Regions from separate parts of the Mus musculus genome. Here region 2 is linked to region 1. Evidence: chromatin contacts called from public HiChIP or PLAC-seq data. All regions are on one chromosome and are shown on one strand. The core of a region is the stretch at or near the end of the contact, and the rest is flanking DNA. Distances in the headings are between cores, read along the strand shown.

The links. HiChIP or PLAC-seq counts read pairs in DNA pulled down with a chosen protein or histone mark.
Region 2: a contact with region 1 is called in an H3K27ac HiChIP or PLAC-seq map of embryonic stem cells, with 5 times the contacts expected there. The contact joins two enhancer-like sites. A contact is called at or near these places in 1 of 39 promoter capture datasets (cranial neural crest) and 3 of 115 datasets of contacts at active chromatin or transcription factors (embryonic stem cells, pancreatic cancer cells and pro-B cells).

What each region holds. Positions count from the first base shown.
Region 1 is chr3:9,004,657-9,012,387 of GRCm38.p6, forward strand. It overlaps a transcript of Tpd52 not described here. Among named protein-coding and RNA genes, the nearest start is that of Gm46832, 19 kb to the right of the region's middle. Within about 2 kb of position 3,810, at least 14 of the 459 cell types and tissues checked have an H3K27ac peak or open chromatin away from gene starts, as enhancers often do. A contact at or near this core is called in embryonic stem cells, where this site is marked.
Region 2 is chr3:9,651,723-9,659,453 of GRCm38.p6, forward strand. The region is part of intron 4 of Gm33169 (a long non-coding RNA gene); the gene reads right to left. It also overlaps the pseudogene Gm17806. Among named protein-coding and RNA genes, the nearest start is that of Gm33169, 7.5 kb to the right of the region's middle. Within about 2 kb of position 3,374, at least 40 of the 459 cell types and tissues checked have an H3K27ac peak or open chromatin away from gene starts, as enhancers often do. A contact at or near this core is called in embryonic stem cells, where this site is marked.

The DNA of each region.
Region 1 (7,731 bases), core at 2,560-5,059:
GGGAGATGGCAGGGAAGAGGACCCCGAGGCTGCACAAGCAGCTACGGGTGGCGTTTGCTCTTCAACCCCAAGTTTGTGACTGGGAAAGTTTCCTCCCAGGATTCTGGTCTAGCGACTGCCCCTTTCTCCGCCCCCTGTGCACCTGCTTGAGCGGAAAACGCTGTTTGTTAAGAGGAACAAGTCATTAGGGTGGCTTAAATCCGTGTTTTTGAGTCATGGCTAATCATATTTGGCTCAGAATAAACTCTTACTCCTCTTGAAGTGATGTTTATGTGTAGAAGTGGTAACACTCTCTTTCTATATATGTAGATGTGTGTGTGTGTGTGTGTGTGTGTGTGTTCAATACGAAAGTAAATTTGATACCCAAGGAGCTGACGGGGGTCTGCAACCCTATAGGTGGAACAACAATATTAACTAACCAGTACCCCCGGAGCTCGTATTTCTAGCTGCATATGTAGCAGAAGACGGCCTAGTAGGTCATCATTGGGAAGAGAGGCCCCTTGGTCTTGCAAACCTCATATGCCCCAGTACAGGGGAACACCAGGGCCAAGAAGTGGGAGTGGGGTGGGGGGGGGGGGAATAGGGCACTTTCGGGATAGCATTTGAAATGTAAATGAAGAAAATACCTAATAAAAAATTGGAAAAAATTATACTCAAAAAGAAAAAAAGAAGAAGAAAGTAAATTTGGCTTAGAAGGAAACTCTGTAATATAAAAAAGAACTTGAATTTCGTATGTCTGGGGGGATGCAACTAAGTAGTAAATGTGTAGGCCTAGCATGTGCAAAGATGGTACATCTGAGACCAGTATGGACTATGTAACAAGATGCAAGACCCTGTCTCAAATAAAGAAAACACCCCTTATCCCTTATCCCTTGAAGAGTTTACATACTTGTTTACATGTGTAACTTTTCTCATTTTCCTTCCTGTTCAGGAACCCGTGTTGCACAATTGAAACACTGCTGGGGCAGATCCCCATAGCTCCCCAGGCAGGAGCAAAGTTTGCTGGCTGGGCCTCAAAGAAACTATTTAAGGAAGCAGAAGAAGGGGAGCCCAAGTTTGGAGCCAGCCTAGGCTACCAGTGAGGGGAGGGAGGAGGAGAGAGGGAGGGAAGGAGAAAGAGGAAGAGGTGGGGGAGAAAGGCCGTTAGTTTCCCTTTGCCTTTGCACTGACCGGAGCAGTGGACATGGTGCAAATATGAGGAGGAAAGGTCAAGAATGGTTGACATGGACAAAAAAGCAGAAAGGATCTGGTTGGGAGTGCTGCCTTTTACTGGAGAAAAATTAATGCCAGCTTTGTAGAGTGATTAATATTTGAGCCCCTGTTACATGGCTGAGGTGCAGCCCTGACACAGGGGTATTTTACGGTCGATTCTGTAAACCTGGTGTGGTGGTACACAGCTGCAGTCACAGTGCTTGCAAGATAGAGGCAGGAAGATCAGGTGGTCTGCTCACATTGGGATAGATAGTTAGATGTGAGACCCTGTCTCAAGGAGACAAGGAGTTAGAGATGTAACTTAATTGGTAGAGTGCTTGCCTAGTGTACATGAAGCCCTGGGATTTATAAATATGAGGCCTAGGTGTGGTGGTTTGAATATGCTTGGCCCAGGAGTGGCACTGTTAGGAGGTGTGGCCTTGTTGGAGGAAGCATATCACTATGGGGGTGGGCTTTGAGAGACCCTCTCCTAAACCATGTGGGAGCCAGTCTTTTCCTATCAGCCTTCAGATGAAAATGTAGAACTCTCGGCTCCTCCTACACCATGCCTGAACATTGCCATGTTCCTGCCTTGATGATAATGAACTGAACCTCTGACCCCATAAGCCAACCCCAGTTAAATGTCGTCTTTATAGGAGTTCTCAGTCATGGTGTCTCCTCACAGCAATGAAAACCCTAAGACATTAGGCTGGCCTCATAATCTTCTGTTAGCAGCCACACAAGTAGCCAGGACTACAGACAGGAAACCACAGCATCCAGGTGGGTACTTCTATAAGCTGAACCATTAATGAATTTATAAGAAACAGTAGATTAGTTTCCCAAAACATTAACTGAAGCAAGCACAAGTATTGAAGAGAAGAGGAAAGAAGGTATAGATGTATGGTATGGCAATTTTAGCCTGCAGAAGACACTAGGTTTGTTCTCTGGCCCAGTCACTAAACAAATAAATAATGGGGGAAGGAAGGGAGGGAGGGAGGGAGGGAGAAGGGAAGGGAGGGAGGGAGGAAGGGGGAATGTGGTATTCTGCCCTATCATGCATACCTCCCTAAACTGACAGCCAGCAAAAATCACACCAAGTAGAAGACATTGGAAGCTTCCTGAAGTGGCAGCCCTGAGTCTGGGGTATGGACGGGGAAACAGGTAGTAACGCAGATGCTGGCTTTCTCTGCTTCTCTCCTTGACTCTGCATTAGAGCATCAGCTACTCCTTGACCACACTTCCAACCAAGAGTAGCCATCGAAAAGTTTATCCTGGGAAAGAGGCCAAAAGCCCTGACAATGTATGGAAGCCTGCCAAAGCAGGAGCTTTCATAATGCATGCCTGCAGAGGCTCATGGGTCTAGAGAAAGGGTACAGTGTGAACAGAGGCATCTGTTTGATAGTGAGGCCTCCTTCCCCACACACACTGCAGTTGTTTTCTAAAGCTAGGAGCCCGGGCTGTGGTCTTTCAGGAGACCTAGAGTTGCCAGATAAAATACAGGACACCTACTTCAATTTAAATTTCAAATACATAACAAGTGTGTTTGTTTGTTTTACTACTAGCTTATTCCCCCATAATATTGCAATATATTTTACTGAATTTTGTTTTCATTATTCACCCAAAATTCTTAGGCATCCTAAATATTTTTATTTGCTAAGTGTGCTGACCCCAGGGCAGTTCTGACTTGCTGGCTAATCAAGAGGCAGCTCAAAGCACAGTCTGGAAGTCATCATAATCCAGAAGACCAGCCTTCCCTGCATGGACGTGAAAATTCAAGGCGCTAAAGGGCTAAGAGGCCCAAGAAGTCAAGACTGACTTTGGAAAGAGATCAATTTAGTGTCGTGTATTAACACTGGATTGCTTAAGGCAATATTATAGCTATCTCTTATATCCTCACAGGTGTATAAAAGACGGTGGAGATGAAATGAAGAAGTTAGAAATGTACAGAAACAGGTATTGCCTGGGAAGAGTACTTAACAGTAATGGAGGTTTGACGTGCAATCCCTAAGGAGGAACGGGAAATGCTCTCACCGCATTGATCTGGGCTATGTTGATAAAAGCTATAGACCACTTAACTCCCCTTGTATGTTTTTAAGCCACTCTGCATTCTGGGCATTTATCAAGCTACGTTATGAGGGCTGGGAAGGAAGAAAACACAGAAGCAGCGCAGCCCCCTTTCTCCTGAGCATCTGCTGTTGCTGCTGTCAAGGGGTCTCATTTTTCCCATCTATCCTGAAGACAACCCAGAGCATAAATATCATCACTATCTTAGAATCATTGATAATATTGGTTTTTTGGTTTTGCTTTTGTTTTGTTTTTGTTTTTTTCAAGACAGGGTTTCTCTTTATAGCCCTGGCTGTCCTGGAACTCACTCTGTAGACCAGGCTGGCCTTGAACTCAGAAATCTGCCTGCTTCTGATTCCCGAGTGCTGGGATTAAAGGCATGCGCCACCACCACCACCACACACACACATACACACACACACACACACACCCGGCAAGCTCAGCTTTCCTAAGTATAAGTTCCAGTTGCCTGCAAATAGGCTAGGCTAGGACCACAAGAACAGGAGCAGTGCTGAATACCCAGCATGGCCACTGCTCGCTCAAAGGCAACGCTACAATACTGTTACTATGTAGCTGAATCAGCACTGGCCATCACTATCCTGGGCCTCTCACTGAAATGTCTCTGGTTCAATCTCCTCATCTCTAAAATCTGTGGTCATGCTTTACGATAAAACCACCACATACCAAAAGTATTTAAAATGTACTCTACTGACATAAAATTTATATACCATAAAATCCATTCTTTGGAGAGTTCACTGGTTTTAAGTTCTCTTCCCAACTTATATCCATGCTTACTCCTCCCCAAGGCTACTAAAGTTACAGTCAGGTGACAAGTCCACAAGGACAAAGAGTACACAAAGTTAAGTGATGCTAATTGATCTCCCAGGGCTGAGCACTGGGAAGCGGGCAGGGGAGGAGGCCATGCACATTCACAAACAAGCATCAGGAGTTGGTGGTACAAAAGAGAGTTCAAAAAAGAAAAGAAAACAAACAAAAAACAAGGATAAACCCAGGCGTGTAGTGCACACCTTAAATACTCAAGGGATCAGGATAGGAGCGGGAGAATCACAAGGTCAAGATTATCCAGGCCAGCCTAGGCTATCTGAGGCTCTGTCTCGAGAATGGGGAAAAAGCAAAAGGATGAGCTGAAGGGCTAACAGGAAGTGGGCAGTCCCTTCTTCCCCAAAAAGGCGGTAAGGAAGAGAGATGTGGGAGGCACACAGACAAAAGTAACAATTAGAAAAATAATAATTCACAAGGGAAAACAACTATACATATTGAAGGAAAAAAATGGACTTTTGAAGTTGTCACTGTTACATTCAAGATGAAAAACATTCTTTGGTTGGTGCATAACTCAGTGTGTGTGTGTCCCCTTGCACAGCAAAGATGCACAAAAATATGTGAATCCTGCCAGGCAGCAGCGCTGTACACCTTAATCCTATCACTAAAGAAGCAGTGGCCAGCCTTGTCTACAAAGTGAGTTCCAGGACAGCCAGAGCTCCAGAGCTACATAGAGAGACTCTGCCTCAAAAGTAAATAAATAAATAAAAACAAATGTATATATTGCATATATGTGTTGCATATAAATATGTTGAGTGCATGTGTGTGTGTGTGTGTGTGTGTGTGTCCTAATCTTCAGACCCTGTGACAGGAAAAACAACTTTATAAGGTAAAGCCAGAGATGCTGAAACAGGGAAACTAAGCTAAGGAATTTTGCCTAAATTATTTCGTAGGCCCAATCTAAAGAGCCAGGCATAGTGGTACATGCCAGGAGTCCCAGCTCTAGGCAAAAAGCAAATTAAAAACAACAACAACAACAAAAAACAAAACAAAACAAAGGAGTCCCCTCTGACTAGAAGCTGAGACATGCCACAAAGAAACACAGAGTGTAGAAAACATGAGAGGAAGTTGACCCTCTGTTATTATTTCAAGATGGATGAAGACAGCCATGAGCCAAGGACTGTAGAGATGAGCTAGAAGCTAGAAGAGTTCCTGACTGACATCCATCAGAAATCAACCTCTGCCAATGACCTTAACAAGCAAAGCACTGGGATTTCTCAAGAGTCTCCAGGAAGCACGCAGCCCTCCGAGGGCCTTGTTCTGTACATAGCAGAGCACTGATTGTCATAGTTATAAAGTGGCATATGATTCAACCTACTATACAAAGTAAATTTCCAAAAGGTGAGGCAGAAGATAGAACTGAAAAATAGAGAAGAAAATTACAAGACTGATCCAAGAGGCCAACCGTCCAAAAGGAATTTAAGGAAGAGAGATGGGACAGAATTTCCAGACTGAGAGCATTCGCTGAGAACCCAGAGCAAGGTGCACACTCAGAACAATGGAGACAAAGACCCCACAGTGTTAGAGATGAGGGAGAAGCCCCATGGACAGCAACATATGTCACTGGTGCTCTTGAGAAATGAAGATAAGGTGCTTATGAAGGAAGATAAAATATTGTAACTTGTGAGTTGTTTAGGAGCCCACTGCCCCGGCCTGGGACTGAGAACAAAGCAGAACAGCCCCCAGGCATGGTTGTTAAGGCATTCCTAAGAACATCTTGACTGTAAAGATAAAAAGGTATGCAAGGACCAGCAGGGCTATATTATCTAAGTCAACACCATCTGGCCGGAACCTCCCCTCTGTCTATTGCCCCTTGACACCGGGTAGTCATACATCAACTGGTTGCTATGTGAACAAAGATGAGCCCCCAGCCCACAGGAACAAAGTCCTGATGCCCTTTCTGTTAATGTTTGAATAAGCCAATAGTGTGTCGCTATGCTGAATTCCACGCCCCTAAGCCCCTTACCCCATAAAAACCCCTAGCTTTCAAGCCTCGTGGCCGACATTCATTATCTCCTGTGTGGGATGCATGTCAGTCCGGAGCTCCGTAATTAAACGTCCTCATGTAATTACATCAAGAGATGGTCCTTCGTGATTTTTTGGGTGCACACCAAATCGGGAATTGGGTGGGGGTTTCCCAACTAGATCTAACACTTATGAGTTCAAGGTCACCCTCAGCTATACAGAGTTCAAAACCAGCGTGGTGCACATGAGACCCAAAATAAAGCAGTGAGGAAGAATAAGACATACACATCTGTAATCCCAACTCTTAAGAAACTGAGGCCAAGCAGGCCTTGGGCACAAACTCCGAAGCCAGACCCACAACACCCAGAGACAGCTCCACTCCCAGATGCTCTAACACGCCCAGGATCAGAGGATCACAGGATCCCAGGAGCTTGGTCACACCAGGATCCCCAGTCTCAAAGGTAGCTTGACTCCCAGGAATTCTGACACACCCAGAATCTCAGGATCCCAGAGACAGCTGGACTCTGAGGAGTTCTGACTCAATCAGGATTACAAGAAGGACAGGCTCCCATCAGATATAGTGAGGACAAGGAGCTCTAGAGATAACCAGATGTCGGCAGGCAAGCATAAGAACAGAAGCAACAGAAACCAAGGTTACTTGGCATCATCAGAACCAAATTCTCCCACCATACCAAGTCCTGGATACCCCAACACACCAGAAAAGCAAGATTCAGATCTAAAAATCACCTCTCGTGATGATTATAGAGGACATTAAGAAGGACATAAATAACTCGGGAGGCAGAGGCAGGCAGATTTCTGAGTTCAAGGCCAGCCTGGTCTACAAAGTGAGTTCCAGGACAGCCAGGGCTACACAGAGAAACCCTGTCTCGGAAAAAAAAAAAAAAAAAAAAAAAAAAAAAAGAAGGACATAAATAATTCCCTTAAAGAAACACAGGAGAACACAGATAAACAGCTAGAAGCCCTTAAAGAGGAAACACAAAAATCCCTTAAAGAGTTACAGGAAAACACAACCAAACAGGCAAAGGAAAGGAACAAAAGCATCCAGGATCTAAAAATGGAACTAGAAACAATAAATAAATTACAAAGGGAGACAACCCTGGAGATAGAAAACCTAGGAAAGAGATCAGGAGTCATAGATGCAAGCATCACCAACAGAATACAAGAGATAGAGAGAAATCTCAGGGGCAGAAGATACCATAGAAAACGTTGTCACAGCAGTCAAAGAAAATGCAAAATGCAAAAAGCTCCTGATCCAAAACATCCAGGAAATCCAGGATACAATGAGAAGACCAAACCTAAGGATAATAAGTATAGAAGAGAGTGAAGACTTCCAACTTAAAGGACCAGTAAATATCTTCAACAAAATTATAGAAGAAAACTTCCCTAACCTAAAGAGAGAGATGTCCGTGAACAAACAAGAAGCCTACAGAACTCCAAATAGACTGGACCAGAAAAGAAATTCCTCCCAACACATAATAATCAAAATACCAAATGCACTAAACAAAGAAAGAATTTTAAAAGAAGTAAGGGAGCAGGGTGTGGTGGTGCACGCCTTTAATCCCAGCATTTGGGAGGCAGAGGCAGGCAGATTTCTGAGTTCCAGGCCAGCCTGGTCTACAAAGTGAGTTCCAGGACAGCCAGGGCTACAGA
Region 2 (7,731 bases), core at 2,124-4,623, 650 kb after region 1:
AAAGCTTTAGCCTCAAAACAAAACAAACAAAACAAACAAAAAACCAAAACAAACAAACAAACAAACCTTTGTGGACAAGGGTAAAAAGCAGCCTCATTCTTCACCAAAATACCACAGGAACAGTCTCTAGGTCATGTACTAAAATGCTTCTCTTCTGAAGCCACTTGAACCAGGTCCCTACAGTTCAAATCACCCTCAGCACCAATGTCTCCTATGTTCTTGCTAGAATGGCCCGTTAAGCCCCATTTAAAGCATTCAACTGTTTTTCTATTCCAACATCCCATAATCCACATTTCTCCAAACAGAAGCATGGTCAGGCCTATCACGGCAATACTTGAGTCTCTGGTACCAAGTTCCGTGTGAGGGTTTTATTGCTGTGAAGAGACACCATGACCAAGGCAACTCTTATAAAGGAAAACATTTCATTGGAGCTAACTTAGAGTTTTAGAGGCTTAATCCATTATCATTGTGGCGGGAAGCATGACAGCATGCAGGCAGCCATGGTGCTGGAGAGGTTGCTGAGAGTTCTACATCTTGATCTGCAGGCAGCAGAAGGAGACTGAGACATTAGTCTTTGCTTGACCTTCAAAGCCCACCCGCAGTGACACACTTCCTCCAGCAATGCCATGCCTATTCCAACAAGGCCACACTTCCTAATAGTTCCATTCCCTATAGCCAAGCATTCCTATGGGGGCCATTCCTATTCAAACCACCATATGTCCTCTCTTATCTTGGCTACAAGTCTGCTTGTACAGTGTTCTGAGCACCTGAGCCTCACTCCTATCTGGCAATATAAAGGAACAACAGCCTGCCTGGGGCAGAACATGTTCATGAACCTGAAAAGAATCTCCAGGGAGAACCATAATCAAGAGATGAGTCGCAGCAGGTGTTGGGAGCAGAATGGGGTTAACCTAAAGTCTGCACTCTGGTATTCTGTTCCTTTCTGTAACAGTCTTACCATGGGTTGTGCTGGACCCTGAGCCTTCTGAGGAGAAGGTGGGGTGGACCAGGTGCAGCAGCCAAGAGGCCCAAAAGAGGATGGGTATCTAAAATGGCTGGACTATACAGGGAAGGGCAGCCCAGCCTCTAGGCTGGAGAAGTTTAGGGTAGGAGACGATATGCCATCCATACCCTGTAATGGGACTGAGGGATGCTGGGAGAACCTGGAGGTCAAGTATGATCTGATATGTGAAGGAGGCACCTCACTCATTTGTCCCAGGGTTTGAGAAGAATGAGGTAATGATTTAGAAATGAGGGAATTATTAGAAGCGTTTAGGAAGATTTTATCTTCTGTACTATTGGAATGGGAGAGAGGTTTAAGGGCTCAGCATGAGGAATTGGCCTGGCAGGATGGTTCCATTCAGAAGGTCAAGTCTGAAGCCATGGGGAGCGGGGTGGGGGTGGGGGGTGGGGGGGTCGGGGGGGGGAGCTAGAAGCAGCACTGGGTTCAAGGGCTGACTGACTGAGACTGATGTGAGGTCTCCACAGAGACAGAAGTGGATGGATTCCAGCGCAGGCCTGGGGATCCTGACCAACGGAAGGAGGAACACATGTCCGCCTTGAGCTGTGCGAATGGCAATGGATGAAAAGGGGGATTTTGTAAAATTTAGGGAGTTTAAGCCCATTGGCCTGGATTACTGGCATTTCCGGGTTGAAGAATCAAGAAAGGAGAAAACCAGGGACGAGGAGCTGCTGGCTCTTAAATCTACGTGGACAGTGGTGGAACTGGCCTTGCAAAAGGAACTAGTGGAGGGCATTGGAACCACTCGGACGCTACAGACGAGCCTAGGAGCTGGTGGTGCCTAGCATCCAGGAAGATCAAAGATCTTTCTCTGGCTGCAGCTCCTAGGCCCAGGTCTGCTATACCTTACCCCAAATGACATCATTTCTAAAAGTTCAAAGTTTTCCTCTATGAATGAAGTATTCAAGTTACATAAATCAAATGCAATACAAGAAGTAAGTGTGGAAAAATCATGTTTGTGGGAGTCCCGGAAGGGACAGCATGCCCTGCCCGCTCTGCAGCTGCATCTCACCAGACAAGAGTGGGAAGAGCGCCGGAAGGGGCATCCCGGAAGCTGCTGAGGTGCTGCTGGACTTGGAAGGAGAGCCTGTCAGGCCAGGCGACCCCTGCGAGGACAGTCACCCAAGTTCTAGGAAGTTTATGGCTTAACCGCCCTTCTAATTTTATGTCTCATTTGGGCTTTAAGAGAGACAGACAGACAGAGACACAGAGAAAGACACACAGAGAGACAGACAGACAGACAGCATTCATGGGAGGCTTCATTTATCAGAGGCTATTTGGCTCTTTCCTTGCAGTTTTAGCCTTGTCTGTAACAGGTGCACTAGGGACCATTGTGAATCAGTTGTTTCTGTCACCGCTGTGACAAACACTAGGCAAGAGAGACTTAAAGAAGGAAGGGTTGACTTGGGCTCCGGGTTTGAGGTATACAGATTGTCATGGTGGGGAAAACATGGCAAAGGAGCAGGAGGAGACTGGCCACCCAGTCCACAGTCCAGGAGGATGTGAATAGCACCACTCACTGGGCTGTTGGGTTTAAACCTTTGTATTCCATTCAGGATCTCACAGGATAGAGCACAGATATCCAGGGTGGATCTTTTCAGATCTTTTAAACTTTTCACACTCTCATTAACACAGCCTCTGGGTATGTCTCCTATGTAATTACATATCCGGTGAAGTTGTTGGTGGGTATTAACCATCACACTTGGATGAAAATTCATCTGGACGCTAAAGTCAAGCTTATCTAATGTATCTAATGTATTCACTGTGTCACAGGCTCTATCAAGGGGGAGGGAGGGCTGTGACCCCTCCCCTACTCCCCAGCAGCCTTGCTCGTTATCTCTAGCTTGATTAACGGGAATGATACTCATTTGTAAATGTATTTGGCAAACTTACCCTGCTATTGTTTCCATTATTTTGCAAATTACAGACATTGAGATGAAGGCTCTATAATTTCTCAGTGCTGCCTTTATTCCCGCCTGGGAAACTGGTGTTGCCCTGGCTTGCTTCCACTTTGCTGGTATTTCATTTGAATGCAGCAAATTCTTTATTATGATTAACAAAGACTTCTGCTCCACTCCTCTTTGAATATCAGTCTGCTTGTGGAGATGAGTTGATTGGGAGCCTGCTGTCTACTTGAATCCCTCAAAGACTTTTAAGACAACAGACACCCAAGGATTCCTAAATGACATGTTTTTTTTGCCTGTTCTCCATTTTGAATCTGGGATACATTTAGTAATTTTGCCATTGTCTGGAACTTTTTTTCTCTCTTCTTTCAACTGTCTGTTCCTAAGTGTCTCCTCCACCCTTTACTTAAATGCCTGAAAAATATGCAAATGCTTAGGTTGGGGTGTCTGTGGGGAAGTCCTAGGCAACAAGGGTGCCCACAGAGCTCTCCCAGCCCCTCTCTGACCACTCCCTCTGCACAAGCCACACAAGCTAGACTTCCTCTCCTGCAATGTGAAGATAGCAACCAGAACCCTTTTCTCTAAAACCAGACATAACCCCCCAAAACATGATCCTGCCTTTCCTGACTTTCTGACTAACCACTGCTCCTTGCAAAATGACCTAACCTATCCTGCTAAAACCATTCCAGAAAGGATCCTGCCCTGTGCCTGGAAGGAAGGTGTGCTCCACAGAATTCTGGGAGAATCTGAACAGACAGGCTCTGCTGGCTCTCCCAGCTCCATCTTATTCAATCACACTTCTACCTGAGTGTCTTTATAGAACTGAAGCATAAATTGTGAACCTTATCTTGGTTTTTCAGGTCTTCAACCTGAAGGCTTGTGAGTCACATAAACCTACGATCAATCAAACAACTAACTTACTTTCTTTCTTTCTTTCTTTCTTTCTTTCTTTCTTTCTTTCTTTCTTTCTTTCTTTCTTTCTTTCCTTCTTTCTTTCCAGACAAGGTTTCTCTGTGTAGCCCTGGCTGTCCTGGAACTTGCTTTGTAGACCAGGCTGGCCTCAAACTCGCAGAGATTCACCTGCCTCTGTCTCCTGAGTTTGGGGGGTTAAAGGCGTGCGCCACCACTGCCTGGTTCAAACAGCTTTCTTGTGCCTTGCTCTCACTAACTCCTGTTACGGGAGTGTTGGTCCTTTAAGGATCAGCATCATGTTTCCCTACATGCTCTTCCAACATTAAAAGTATCCCCCATTAAGTTCTTGGGCTTTCCTTTTCTTTACCTACATATCTGTCACGAAGCCTCTTTTTTTTTTTAAACAATATTTTCATAAACAGCCTTGATTCCAGTCTTGTCCACTTATGGGTGGACCATATTGTTCTCCTGCAAAGAGAGGAGTATGTCAGTGGAAGAATGTTTGAAGCCCGCTTCACCACTTGGGGGTACCTCGAATACACAGATGATTTTCTGTAAGCGATGAAGCATCCATTAATTACTGAACCTGAATCACCTTTGTCCAAGCCAGGCTCATTGTGCAGATTCTCATGGAGAGCCTGTCTCCTCCTAAATTCAGGCACATATAGGTGATGGCACATTAAGAATTCTCTCCTGGGCTGGAGAGATGGCTCAGGGGGTAAAAGCGCTGACTGCTCTTCTGAAGGTCCTGAGTTCAAATCCCAGCAACCACATGGTGGCTCACAACCATCCATAATGAGATCTGATGCCCTCTTCTGGTGCTTCTGAAGACAGCTACAGTGTACTTACATATAATAAATAAATAAATCTTAAAAAAAAAAAAAAGAATTCTCTCCAGATCTGGAGGGACCAGGAAGAGTCACCGTGAGGACATACATGGAACAAAGCAAGACGCAGATGACAGGGAGTGGGCAGCAGTCACTGACTGCTCTGTAAGATCTGTGGACAACAGCAACAGTTACTGGAGAGTACAGGAAACTGCCAGTGTGTGTGAAAGGGAACCCCATCAAAGGCAGGCAGCCCATCCAGCTGACACCCGCCACCTCAGATGGAAACCTGCACAGCAACCATTTTACTACACGGCTTTCTGGAAACCAGGAAGTGAGTGCCTTTGGGGAAGGAGGTGAAGGCGACTATCTGGATGGCTGGATAGTGCTCTGTAATGGACCTTACTGGGTGAGAGACAGTTAAGTGAGCTTCAAACATTCTTTCATTGACATACTCCTGTCTTCACAGGAGAACAGTACGATGGACCCGTAAGTGGACAAAAAGAGGTACATGGTGGCCCAGCCAAGTACCTCTTCATTCATACTGGTAAAAGGAAGTTGAACTTGTCTCTCTTTGCTGAGCTTAGCTCCACAGGAAGTTGGCATCATGGATTGTTAACGTGTGATTTCCCCTTCTCCAAAATGATTAAACTAACAAACAAGAAACTGTAAGACCCCTGAAGCTGGGCCTCCCCTCAAGTCCCGGGATGAGCTGGCCAACGCCCCAATGTCCCGAGAGAAAACCACACCTGATGCAAACTGCAAGAGGTTTTATTATCAGCTAGCTGAGGACAAAAGTCCCTCTGCCATCCAGGGCAGGGGAGTTTGACCCTGAGTGGTGACAGTAGGGGGCTTTTAACAGCTGGCTGAGGAATTGGGAGGAGTTGGGAGGAGAGTTGGCTACAGCTCCTTTCTGGCGAGGGGCGGGGGGAGTGAGCTGCAGCCTCCTCTATCTCCATGTCCTTGTAGGTCTTCCTACAATTATCGCATCTCTGGCTGTAAGGCACAGAAACAAAAAGGCTTTTTGCTGGCTATAGAGAACAAAGAGCTTCTTTCTGCCTGCATTTTTAGAGATCAGGGAAAACAAGCTTGGGGAACATCCAGGGGCCTTACCTTCCAGGTAGAAACACTCTAAGTCGGGGTCTCACAAAACAACCCAACTCTCCTAGGTGGAATGTACTAGAATTGATATAGGGGCATGGGTATGACTTGACAGCCCATCTTCCAGATCACATATCCATACACAAAACATGTTCTGAGTCCTCTTTCCTCTCCTTTCACCTCCTCCCTACTCAGTGACATCAGCATCTTCAGTGTCCTCCTTCCGTTTCAGATGTAAACCATATGGAGGTGAGGGCGCTTCAACCCTTTCCCCAGTGAGTTGGGTAGCACTGTGTAAAAGGGAGGGTCATCACACTCGCATCTCACACTGACAACTCCATGTGTGCTACATCTTCCCTGTGCATTACTGACTCCACCTCACTCGATCTCAGCCCTCTCTGGATGGGTATCAGGCTGGGAACATAATGCATGTGAATTTATTTAAGGATGCCTATTAGATTGGCTCCTATGACAGGAGCCCAACAATGTCAGTCTACAGCACTGGATAGGCTGAGAACTCAGAAGCTGCCAGTCCAGGAAGCCAGCTGCCTGAAGCTGCCCAAATCCAGTGCTGAAAGTCAAGATGTGTGGGGAATTGCAGGCTGGTCTCCAGTCGAGCTGAGGTCTGAACCCTGATGGTCATAATTCACCTTTATGACATGGTAGGCGTTCCCTCATGCTCCTGGCTAAGTTACCACCCTCCACCCCCCCCACCTCCCCACCCACTCCTGCACAGCTCCCACAAGAGAAGCATGGTTAGTAGTCACATAGGCAATGGCCCAAGCTTCTGACCTCTAGGATAAACTCCTCCCCAGTTACCTAGCAACCGTAAAGATCATAAAAGGGGCTGTTCAGCCCCTGCTTTCTCTCTTATCTCTTATGCTCTTACTTGTCTGCCTCTTACCCCTCACTCTCACCCATTTTCTCTCTCTCTCCTTTCTCTTTGTCCTCTCCTCTCCTCTCCTCTCCTCTCCTCTCCTCTCCTCTCCTCTCCTCTCCTCTCCTCTCCTCTCCTCTCCTCTCTCTTACTCTCTTTCCCTCTAGCCTCCCCCACCTCTTTCTACCTTCTCTCTTTCTCCCTGCATTTTTATAATAAAGCTCTTAAACCATAGAGAGTCTCTGCTCCGTCAAGATCTGCTGCGCACTCTGGTCAGTGTTGGAACCTCTTCCATCATCCCTCTCTCCTATAACCCCGGGGCTTTAGCAAGGTAGCTCCAGGGTCCCCAGGCAGGGCTACCCCTTGGCCACCCCCTGAAGAGTGGGATAGAGGAATGCCCACCCAGGGGTGAGTGAATAGGTAGGTAGCAGCCCTCCCACGCCTGACTGACCAGAGAGTAGGGAAAACTCTGGCGGGGCAGGGGCCTTTCCCTCCCCCTCTTTCCCCGGGGCTCCCCTTTTTTAGTTCCCACATAGATGTTCACTGGTGTTGAATACACATTGGAGGCCTAAGAGCCTGGAGTCTGATGTTAGTGGAAGCAGCAGCAAGTATAAATTGCTCACTCAGCAAGAGGAAGCATAGGTAGGTACCCCACACAGCCGCTCCTAGGGCATCTTTCTTTCTATCTGTGCTGCTCATTGGGTTATGTGGCTATCTGTTATAGCTCACACCTGGACAAAAGGCCGAGGTGCCTATTAAACATAGGCCTCCAGGTTCTCCCAGCATCCCTCAGTCCACACCTGATACAGGGTATGGCTCCCATATTACACCCTCTCCCCATGAACTTCCCAGCCCTTCCCCAGAAGCTCCTCCCCATATAATCCACCCATTGTGGCCACCTGCCCCTTTTGTACCTTTGGCTTCCTTGTTCCGACCCCTGGCCTCCACCCCAGCTCCACATGTCCAGCTCAGTCTCGTCATATCTTCTCTTGACTCATCCATGCATCTACAATAAACTTTCTCCTCCTCCTCTGTACTAGGAACAGTCCTTTCCTTTCCTCTTTCCTCTTTCCCTTTCCCTTTCCCTTT